Linked DNA regions of Mus musculus: region 2 is linked to region 1. The links are chromatin contacts, called in public Hi-C maps. All regions are on one chromosome and are shown on one strand. Each heading gives the region's core, a stretch centred on a gene start, on an enhancer-like site or on the middle of the called end of the contact. The rest is flanking DNA. Distances are from core to core; before and after follow the strand shown. Region 1 has its middle 83 kb from the start of 2610037D02Rik. Region 2 holds the start of 4833422M21Rik (RIKEN cDNA 4833422M21 gene).

Region 1 (5,729 bases), core at 291-2,790:
CAGAATAGCTTCAGGAAATCCCTGAAACTGACTACATTCACTAGGCCCCTCCCTCCCAGAGTGAACAATAAAAGGTGAGAGTTTTTTGTTTTTTGTTTTGTTTTCAGACAAGCCAAGCTCCAAAGAAGACACTGAGTTGAGGCCAGCTGCCTGGAAGAAGCAGAAACCAGCTGAGCTGACATCACAGCTCAGCTTCACCTATGTCAAACAACTCCAGAGCTGCAATCCACACTTCGGCAAAGCCATCTAATACAAAACCCATTTTGCCACACATATAATATTTTGTGTTATTATTGAATTCTTGGAGCCAAAAATAACTGGCGACATAGTATACCGTGGACTATCATGATCAGGCATCTGCCTGGGAGCTGTGGTAGGCTGCCAGAGCCTGGTATCTTGAGAGAGTATTGTACAGTATACTGACTTCAGAAAAGGTCAAAATTCAAAGTTGGAAGTGCAGTTTTAACCGAATGCACATTGCTTCTGCGCCACATTAAAGTTGAAAAATTAATAAGTTGGACTGGGTTAACTCAGAGAAGCCTGCAGTTTTATCGGGTTGTGAGCAATGCCCATAGCCTGCCTGTTCTGGTATTAAATGTCTGGTAACACTCGTCTGACCTAAGACGGAATAATAACGGTCCACAGCTGGGCTAGGGGGACGGGGCACTGCACAGGCAGGTGCTAGGGACCTCAAGACAGTTGGATTCCTGAGACAGTGGCTCAGAGGCACGGACTGTGTTCACCAGAGCCCAGTATAGAAAGAAGTTGAGGCACCGAGCTGAGTTCTTAAATTCTTAACTTAAGTTCTTGAAATGCTCTGAGACTCCGTAGACAAGGAGTGTTGCTTTCGCGGAATACCGTCTGACGGAAATTAGAGACATGGGGATAATGGGATCCTACCTCGTAGAAAATTCTTTGCACTCCTGAGAATATGACTCAGGCAGAAATTTGAACCAAGAGGTGGTTGGTGATATACTTGGAGAAAAAGGAACTTTCTATAAATGGACTGAGTGGAAGGCAAGAAATTTACCCACTGAGCCGTAGCAAGTGCTTCCTCTTGCTTGCAGGATGCGCTACGGCTGCAGGGTGCTGATTTTTTCAATAAATGCACCTCTCCATAGGGAAAAGGGGGATATTATTTTTGGAAGAAACCTGTGATGAGGTAATATTCTTGGGTTTTTACTGTGAGTTCCCCTACACGTCATTTTCTAGAAAACCCTTCTGGCTATTTCTTTCACATTTGGTGAGCACGTTCCCCCCATTAGGATCCAGCAATTCAATAAAAATTGGATTTCAAATGCTTTACGTTTGGAGTGATATAAGCCGAAGTCCTGACTAAGGCCAGGGCATGAGAGAGGTGACTTACAGACAGACTGAGAGGGGGCTTGAGGGAATGCTGTAGAGGGCACAGGGGCATCCACGGGGAAGACCCCAAGGTCTCTGGCCTTTGTTACCAATATGGCCCAGGCTGAAGAGGTGTAGCAAATCTCTTCTTGAGAGCCCAGTATGAGAGTTTGTGAACTTCCCTGATCATTGGGTGCTGAGACTAGCAACTGTATCTTTCTGCTCCTTGGATGTTTACAGCGGGAGACTGCCAGCCTACAGAGACCTCCTACTGAGACTAATTTACCCCTTCCCCTGTGTTGTACCTAATAAACACCCCGAGATCCTGGGCTGCGGGGAAGAGTAACAGAACCCCACCTGATCCCAGTCTCGCTGTGCATTGTATGTGTGCCTCTGTATCTGTCTTTTCTTTGTTCGTTCGTTCCCTTTGCTGCCTCTAGCCAGGATATGGGGACCCAAGCCCGGCAGGTCACAGCACAAAAGAAACACTCAAGGTGCTAAGTAGGAGGAGCCTGGACAGACTGGTAACCTCTCTGGGAGCCCAAGAACTGCGGACACTGCAGAGGGATCACGCCGACCCACTGTGAGGCTCAGCAAGAGTGACAACCACTGCCTAGAATCCTGCAAGGACTTCTGATGATCCCAAGATGGAGTAAGCCTCAGGGACCAGCACAGCCACGTGGACACCAAAGGGCCCCAGGGGGAGAAAGGGCTGAGTTGCTGAGATTAAACTTTAGTTCAGCCCTACATAACTGGTGAGCGGGTTTTTTCCCATACTCCTGAGGAACTGCTCTGAATAGCTTACCTCAGCAGTGTTAACACGTGTCAAAGGAAAACCAGACATCAGTCCTAGAGAAATTCTGGTCAAAAGATAACAGCCCACCTTCACCCTCCCACACACAGCACCCCTACTACTACCAGCGCAGAGGCAATGGTGTTTTCTCTGCATCATATTAATTTCATTTAAGAAACCCACGCAATGGGAACTCCACGGCATCTCTTTCTGGGCGGGGAAGGTTCTCCCACATTCTTTACTTCTTAGCCTTTTAAAAGATGGAGGTTTTTACAGCGTCCCTTAGTGCTTCCGCAGGTAGTCTTTCCCGGCAAAATAGTTTTCATGGTAATAGGAAAACAACTCTAGCTGAGTTTAACCCAGGAGCCAAGGTGTACCCAAGGGGTGCAATTAGCACTTAGGATGATAGGCGAGGCAAGATTAGAGTCACACTGCTTTATAAAAGAAAACAGAAAGATGCCGGGAGAGACAGCTTCAAAATGGCCTTTGTTTCAGATGTTCTCAAAAGCGATGTCGACTGCAGGTCTGTTCATTTGGGGGATAAAATGGGGACTGCTTAGCCTTCGCTGGTCTCTGTTTCCTCACTGAGGACGAGGGCTGCCAGCATACTGCTACCAAGGAGGAGCACCACTGAGACGCTCACGGTTGCTAGGTAAGTGTGGGCCAATCGTGGCGATCATGGCATCAGATACTATTAGCCTTACTGAACTTCTTTTTTAAAGAAACAAGCACCGTGGGTGTCTGGAGCGGTATGTAGATCCCTGGGTTCTGTTTCTATGTCACCCACGCCTTGGAGCCAAGTGGCTGGCTCTTTGCCTTTGTAGGTAAGAATTCCCATTGTGGAGTACTGTCAGCTCTGTTTTCAGTGCCCTGTGACTCAGATTCAGTGATTCTAATGTTATTATTTGTACTCTGATCTTGGACTTTAAGCAATACGTCCAAGCTATACTTTGCTGTTTTGAAATATAACCATCTATTAAATGGAAGATTTTTATTAGCCAGGAGTTTTAAAATGCCACCAGAATATGTGTGCCACCGGTCATCTGAATTCAAAAGCTCCAGGTTTTTTTGTGGGTTTTTTGTTTGTTTGTTTGTTTTTTGTTTTTTTAAGTCTCATACAGATTTTCCTGAAGTCCAAGCATTGGAGCATGTGGAATGGATTCCGAGATCAAAATGATTTTATGGATTTGAGTCACCTATTAATTTGTTGCAGCTGAATAAAGGACGGGACATTTTCTTAGCATCTAAAGTGACACAGTAGAGGCCCCACACATACGGATCAGGGCTTAATGCCCTAAATATTAAAAGACATACCGTACAGGCTTATGTCACCCTAAGGCTGGAGATAGCCTACTGATAAAAGGCAGATTTCTGTCCTGCTTTCTTTAGATATCTCTGAAGCTGAAGGAACTACAGAGCTTGCTGCAGGCTGGAGCAAGGTTAGATGCATGTAAGAGTCTGTGCAAACTGCCCACCGCTCACAGATGAAGGCTGAAGATGCTGCCAACAGTCTCCACTCCCCCACTCTCGTCATACAAATCTAGAACAGATCTAGAACCACCAAGTTGTAATTCAGCATTTAAGGGGGTTGACAGAGGAAGCCAACAAGTTCAAGGCCAGCCAGGGCAACTCAGCAAGAGCATGTCAAGAGAGAGAGGGAGAGATGAGGGAGGGTGTGTGTGTGTGTGTGTGTGTGTGTGTGTGTGTAGCTCAGTGATGGAGCTTGCCTAGCATGTACAAGGTCCTTAGTGCAATCATGGTACTACCAAAAAAAAAAAAAAAATTACGCATAGTCAGTTAGTTCTGAAGTCAGTTGACTCTGCAAGAGCCTCACACACACCCTAGCACGGGCATATTAGTCAGTGCAATGCGCACAGGGAAAGAAACCTCACAAAGATAAATGGAAAAAAAAACTGTTGCAAAAAATAAATTAAAAATAAACACTTCACTTGTAATATTATTATAACGTGTCAAATCTTAATCATCCTAGAGACAACTTATTAAAGATGTGGGTTATTCTGATTCCTACTGCAGATAAATTGACCTTAAAAATTAAGCAGAAATGGAAAATGATAATGACCAGTGTTAACTCTCTAACCATGACCTAAATCACACGAGTTACTAAAAAAATAAAAAGAAAAATGGGTGTTTAAAGATCATTCCGAAAATCATAAAAATAACTAAGGTTCTATTTTTACTGTATCAAGATTAATTTTACCCAAGATTTAAAAATATCTGGAACTGGGATGTTTCTGATCATCTAGGTTGCCTTATGGTTATAACTGATGGTATCTTTTCTTAGCAGTATATAAAATAATAATCTATCTGAAGCTTAAATAAGCTTTCTTTATAATCTGTAAACTGTGGTATTTTTTGGGGTCATGGGTTTCCCAAGGTGTTGTGTGCCAGATACTTGAATCAGGATTTTGCACATGGTACTACTAATGGGTACTTTTAAATTTTAATTTATTTTATTTATTTTATATGTATGAATGTCTGCCTGCATGTGTAAATACACACTATATACCTGCCTGGTGCTCACAGAAGCCATAAGAGGATACCAGATCCCCTGGACCTGAAGTTATAAATAGTGGTGAGGGGCCATGTGGGTACTAAGAAACGAACCCAGGCCCTCTATAAGAGCAGCCAGTACTTTTAACCACTGAGCCATCTCCTCAGCTCCTCATGGATATTCTTAAAGTAATGGAATTTAAAAGGCGCGCGCGCACACACACACACACACACACACACACACACACGCAAACCTCCGTGATTTTTTTCAGACACTTTCTCCTATCAGTGAAGAAACCATTCATTCCTAGATCTACAGTGCCCGTTATGAAAGTCATTAGGCAAACATGACCATTCAGATGTAAACTTGTTTTAAAAAATAAAATATTGGTTCTTTGGTGATTCCGAATGCTCAGTGGCCAAGGTGTAGCTATTGGTTACCAGACTGAATAATGTGATTCCCTCGTTACAGAAAAGTCTCTAGAGCAACTGCGCGCAGTGCTGATTTTAACTCATAAATTCTTCACACGTGAGCGTCAGCACTGCAAAAACACGTAAATATTAGCACCTATTTCAGAGGCAGCTGTGGGGGTACTTAATTTAAGCATAGGCTTTGAAACCAGGCAGAGCTAGGTTTGAGTCGTGAATGCAAATTACTTGTGAGTAGATCTATTATCAGGTCTCTTGGCTTGCTAAGACACATTCATTCACAGGTAGGATGGAGGATAATTATACTAACTACCTCATGGTGCTATTTTAAAAGAGGCAAAGGGTTACCCACAGTGCCACGGCAATCGTTCGATAAATAGCTGCTTGATGATCTACCTCTCAGACCTTAGGACTCTCAGGCCATAGTCATGTTGTGTTCAAATTACAGCATGATGGGATGGTAACTGCTAAAATATCAAATAATTTGACCAAGGGACAAAGAAAGAAGGACTTACCACAGAAGAGGACCTTGAGTTACAACTTAGCAATGACCAGACCTGAAAAGTCTCAGATTATACTTGGGGTTTTTTGTTTGTTTCGGGGGTTTTTGTTTTGATTTGTTTTTGGTTTTTGTTTTTTTTTTTTTTTTTGG
Region 2 (5,422 bases), core at 2,126-4,625, 140 kb after region 1:
TATCTCCCCCTAGGGAAAACAGCATAGTAGCAACCTCAGGACTCAAGCACTCATAGGCTCCAGAGTCAGAGGCTTATGCACAACTGTAGTAAGAATGAGCCGATTCCAAACATATGTTAAATTCTGAACATTTAAAAAAAAAATCTAGGGCTGGAGAGATGGCTCAGTGGTTAAGAGCACTGACTGCTCTTCCAGAGGTCCTGAGTTCAATTCCCAGCAACCCCATGGTGGCTCACAACCCTCTGTCATGAGATCTAATGCCCATTTCTGGTGTGTCTGAAGACAGCTACAGTGTACTTATATATAATAAATAAATAAATCTTTAAAACAAAATCTAGTAGGAGAAAAAAGTAACGTAAAAGTCCCAATTTCAGTTCACTTATGCATCAGGCTAACTGCCTCATAAATAATAAATATAGTAAGGCCATAAGATAGTTTGTGAACAGAGGCCTAAAATGTTAGGCAATGGCGGGTATAGTATAAATATAAATGGAAAAGGTACAGGCATTGTGCAGACTAACTTGTGCAAAAGTTAAAGGCGGTGTAAGACTCTGGCGAGCCTTAACTTACCAGAGACCCCCACCCTACCCCCATACTCCTCCTAGCCCCTGAGTGAACAACACAGAGCCTGGTATCAGCCGGTGATTGATGCAAAAGCAAGAGGACTTTTATTGTTCCAGCATGCTGGGGTCACCCTGCACATGAAGGAGACAATGATCCCCCGCAACCTGTTCAGTGAGTTTTTATAAAGTTTTCAGAGCAGTAGCATTTAGGCACAACGTGATTGGCAGAATGTGACTTTAAAACTGATTGGTCTTTAGGGAATGAGGTGGCAAGGACTTCCCTTGTCTGTAGGTGGCTAACAGCCGCAGAATGTGTCTATGAGCTCTGGGTCTCCCCCACCTGCAGGTGGCTGAGGGTCGCCCCCGACCCCTGATCTGAGGAATGTAATTACCCTCTGCCTTCCAGAGGGGTGGGGTACCTATGTGTTCTATGACCTTTCTCTTCCAGGAGGGGAGGGGTCTGGTGGGATTTTCCAAAGTTCCAGAGCTGACCTCCCCAGTGGCATGGGTGTTTAAATATGTAAAAGAGAGATATAATAACAGACAACATTCACAAAGCAATATGTAGTTAGTCTCTGTCCTTAAAATACATGAATAATGTGTACACATGCTCAAAACATGACTGTAAAAATTATCCGACACAGGGTCACGGTCATTAAATGTGTAGCCAGAAGAATAGTTATAGCCACGTAGGAACAGAGAAGAGCGGGGAAGAAGGGAAGGAAGGGGTCTTGTCTACACATATGGTTCTATATGATAAAGATGATGTTTTATAATTAAATGGTTGAGGGCAAAGAAACTCCATTGAAGATTTTATAGACTAGCTGGAAAAAAAAAAAAAGAATAGCGGAGGCCTTCAGATACAGTAAACATCAAGTCTTAGGCTGTGCGCTCTTCACATACTGTCTCCATGAGCAACATTGCCTGATGCAACCTTGGAAGGAGCTGAACTTGGACCCTGAAGACTGTGAGCCTCCATGCAGAGTACAGAGCAATATAAAGGAGAAGGCATCACAACAACTAACATACATCTTGAAGAGCTCTAGCCATCCCGGGCGGGCATGGCAAACAAGGCTCTGGCAGGGGTCCATCCCCTCTACCATGATAAAAAAAAACCCATTAGGTTACACTCCAGAAGCAAGCCACCAAGGTCTGTTTCCTGATTTGGCCACTTTCTCCTCCTGAGGCTGACTACCAAGGTCCAGCTATCAAAGTATTGAGGTCCAGCCATCTAAGACCCCTTTTGGCTCGCTTAATGAACCTGCCCAATCAAAATTAAACACCTCACCTTAACATGGGCGTTTCCCCTTTGACCTTTATACACTGTCATTTACCTATGGCTACATCTGTCTCCTTTATCCAGAGACAGTCCTTTATGTTGCCCCCTCCCAGGACAAATAAATACTCTTTTTTCTGCCCCTTTTCTCCCTTCCCCTTCTCCCTCATCCTCTATCTCCTGTTTTTGTCTCTTATTCCCTACCCTTTGACCTTCCGGAGCAAATAAACCTCCTTTGTGTTGAGAACTTGATCTTGGGGTGTCTTGAGCAGATACTGATTGCCACACATTTTGTGAGACACCTACACAATTCTGGAGGGTCGTTGCCGACTTCAAAGTGGCTAGCCTTTCTCTGTGCCCTGGCTACTGCCAGGGTCAGTGTCCACCTGCCCTGAAGACTGTTTCCCTCTGCCCTCTATTCTGTCCCAGCCTCAGAACCTCACACAAAAACGGGTCCCATGCTTCCAACTGGCCAACAGCCCTCACCTACTGATGTATCTCAGGGGTTGCTATTCAAACACCACCGTGGCCTTAGGCCTTCTTGGGATTCTCTGAGTCATCTATTTTTAACTCCTGCCCAGTTTCCCCGTGGAATGAAACTCCAGCTGCTTAATGGAATAGCTGAGAGGGTACAGTCTCCATTGGGAGAGAGAGAGAGTGAGAGAGAGAGAGAGAGAGAGAGAGAGAGAGAGATCACAAAACAAAAACCAACCAACCTCTGATGGTTAATCTTTGACAAGTTGACTGGATTTAGAGTCAGCAGAGCACACCTGAGGTGTCTATGAGGGAGGGCATTTCAGAACGGTGGAAAGAGCCGTTCTGAAGGCAGAGCATACCATCCAGTGGCCAGGAGTCCTGCCCAGAATAAAGAGGAGAAAGTGAGCCCAAGGTTCAGCCCTCTTTTCAGGATACAAAGTGTCAAGCGGCCTCAAGCTCCTGCTGAGGGACTTCCTGACAGGATGAGCTCTCCTGGCTATCCCCGGAGCCAAAACAAACTCTTCCTCAAGTTCTTTTGTGAGGCATTTCTCCTCTCTGCCCGCCCCTCCCCCCGCCCCCCAATTCCAATCCCGACAGTACAAGGAAAGGCAGGACTGCAGAAGCCCCCCCGCCCCCCAAGAAGGAAACCTAAGAGGCACACCTGCTTTAAGAGTTCTTGGCGTCCAAGTTCTCACATTCACGTAGAGAAGAGCCAACAAAGTAAGAAAGCTGAAAGCATTTAAACAGCTCTGCCCCAATCTGAGTATTAGGTTTGCTAAAAGTGTTTTGTTCCTTGTTGGGAGGATGGCGAGGGACGCTCTGGGAGCGGACTGACTTACCCGCACGGGCCTCTGGGAAACACACAGATGCACTCGAGATCCACGTATTGTATCATCTCATGAGGACTTAGATGTTTGAAGTTGTATGTTTTGAAAATGTTATTCTAAACTTGCCACGTAATAAAAGACCCGCAGCAGATGACTGCAGCTCTCCCGCAGCTCTCCCAGTTTAAATAGGTATTGCATGGCAAGCGCCTCCTCCCCAACGCGTGCGGTGTCAGGCTGGGGGCTGGGAAGAACACACGGAATAATACCGTGTATTCTCCGACTTCAAATCTGGGAGCCCTGGTGCTGCTTTGTCAGGAGGCAGTATCAGTGAAATCTACTTTTCAGATCTTTTCAAAACCAGATGAGCATGCTAGATTTTTCTTTTAAATCAACTGCTAATGGACTCCTTTTGTCCACATGTTTTAATGCCAATGTCAAATACTATATTTTTATGCTTTTTTTTTTTTAATCCCAAAGGTGGAAGAAAAAAAGCATAAGGCTAGAGAGATGGTTCAACAGCATTACTGGCCACTCAACCGGAGGACTCAGGTTCAATTCCCAGCACCCACAGTATCTTAACAACCATCTGTAACTCCAGGTCCAGCTCTGATGCCCCTTTGGACCTCAGGCAGGAGGCTTGTGTGTGGTACATGGACATACATGCAAGCAAAACAACCACACACATACAACTTTTGTAATTAAAAGAAAAAAATGCGCTTTCTCTTAAAATCCATGTGAGTTACATTTTAAATCCTATTATGAAACTTGTAAACAGTTTGTGCTTGGCTGCATACTAAATAAAATGTAATTTAACAGTTTCCTTAGCTCCTGCTCAGATCTCAGGGTCCAAGGGACTCTCTCAGAGGACAGGGAGTCGATTCAACCATAGTTTATCACCTTGGGGCACTAATGGTCATTTTCAGTGACCCCCCTCGCCCCAATCTTTCCTAGATCTATGAGAAAAGAATAACTCTCACACTTAAATGGGTTTAAACGCACACAGCTGTGCAGGAGGGCATAAACGCTCCTTGCGAAACCAAGTCATAGGCACTTGAACGCAAGCTTTCTGGAAGCGACTCAACAGTGAGGAGCCAGCTGCACTCAAGAGGACAAGATAAAGGCAAACTAATTTAAGCTACATTTCAGGGTTTTTGTTTTTGTTTTTGTTTTGTCTTTTGAAAGAATACTTTGAGCCCTCTTTAATGTTTTTTTTAAAAAAAAACATGCATTTTTATGTTTTACTAAGAGTGAAGCAGAGCAGACTGAGTTCTTTTGACTATCTTTGTTTTTCCTTCTGATTTAAACAAAATGCTACCTCAATCCAATCAAGCAGACAGGATGACTGACACATACTCCTAAGAGTAAGGTCCCAAGTGATGGCTGATTCTAACATTAATGTTTTCTGGGGCTAAGAGAGGTTCTGGGGCTAGGAAGAAAATTGTTTCTCTTCCAGAAGACTCAAGTCAGCCCTTACCACATAAGTCACGACTGCCTATAATTTCAGCTCCATGGGATCCAATACCCTCTTCTAGACTCAGAAGGCACATGCACACACGCACACACACACATATACACAAATGCACATGTGCACGTTTACAATTATAATTTTAAAATAAATCTTAAAAACACTAATATTTTGGATGGGCAGTTTAATCCTGGTACTTGGAAGGCAGAGGCAGGTGGATTTCTGAGTCCAAGGCCAGCCTGGTCTATAGAGTTAGTTCCAGTTTAGCCAGGGCTACACAGAGAGACCCTCTCTCAAAACAACAACAAAACACCCAAAATCATTATTTTTTTAATCAGCATTTACTTACTTTTATATGTAAAGCTCTACATAGAAAATTATGTTAAAAAAACACTATGCTGTGAGGTTGGAATGTATGTGTATGTGTGTGCATGCATGTGTGCACATGTAATATGTGTATAAGAGAAATCTGCAATGATAGTACTGAGAGCTACATCAGTGGTTCTCAACCTTCCTAATGAGACCTTTGAACACAGTTCCTCATGTTGTGATGAAATTATAACCATGAAATTATCTCTGTTGCTACTTCATAACTGTAATTTTGCTGTTATGGGTTATAATGTAAACATCTGATATGCAGAATATCTGATACGTAATGCCACCCCCCCCCCCCCCCGTTTGAGACTGCAGGTTGAGAACCACCACTCTAGGGAGAAGAAGTAAGTGTACTGTTGGGAGGCCAGCATCCTCACTCCCGAGGAAGTGAGAAACCTCAGTCATGCTGATTCTAGGAAACTCTGGCCAGCAAGCAGTA

The links. A called contact is a pair of places that touch in the nucleus more often than the background predicts.
Region 2: a contact with region 1 is called in a Hi-C map of olfactory sensory neurons, with 1.8 times the contacts expected there. The contact joins the promoter of 4833422M21Rik here to the enhancer-like site in region 1. A contact is called at or near these places in 3 of 484 Hi-C or Micro-C datasets (the G1E-ER4 cell line, nephron progenitors and olfactory sensory neurons), 3 of 115 datasets of contacts at active chromatin or transcription factors (embryonic limb bud and embryonic stem cells) and 1 of 9 other capture datasets (embryonic stem cells).

Annotation. Positions count from the first base shown.
Region 1 is chr15:96,112,546-96,118,274 of GRCm38.p6, forward strand. No RefSeq gene overlaps it. Among named protein-coding and RNA genes, the nearest start is that of 2610037D02Rik, 83 kb to the right of the region's middle. Within about 2 kb of position 1,541, at least 16 of the 459 cell types and tissues checked have an H3K27ac peak or open chromatin away from gene starts, as enhancers often do. A contact at or near this core is called in olfactory sensory neurons, where this site is marked.
Region 2 is chr15:96,251,309-96,256,730 of GRCm38.p6, forward strand. It overlaps 4833422M21Rik (RIKEN cDNA 4833422M21 gene), which reads right to left and starts at 3,376. Exons shown (of 3, transcript NR_130160.1): 1 at 3,156-3,376; 2 at 2,556-2,694. The region is part of intron 1 of Gm38469 (spidroin-2); the gene reads right to left.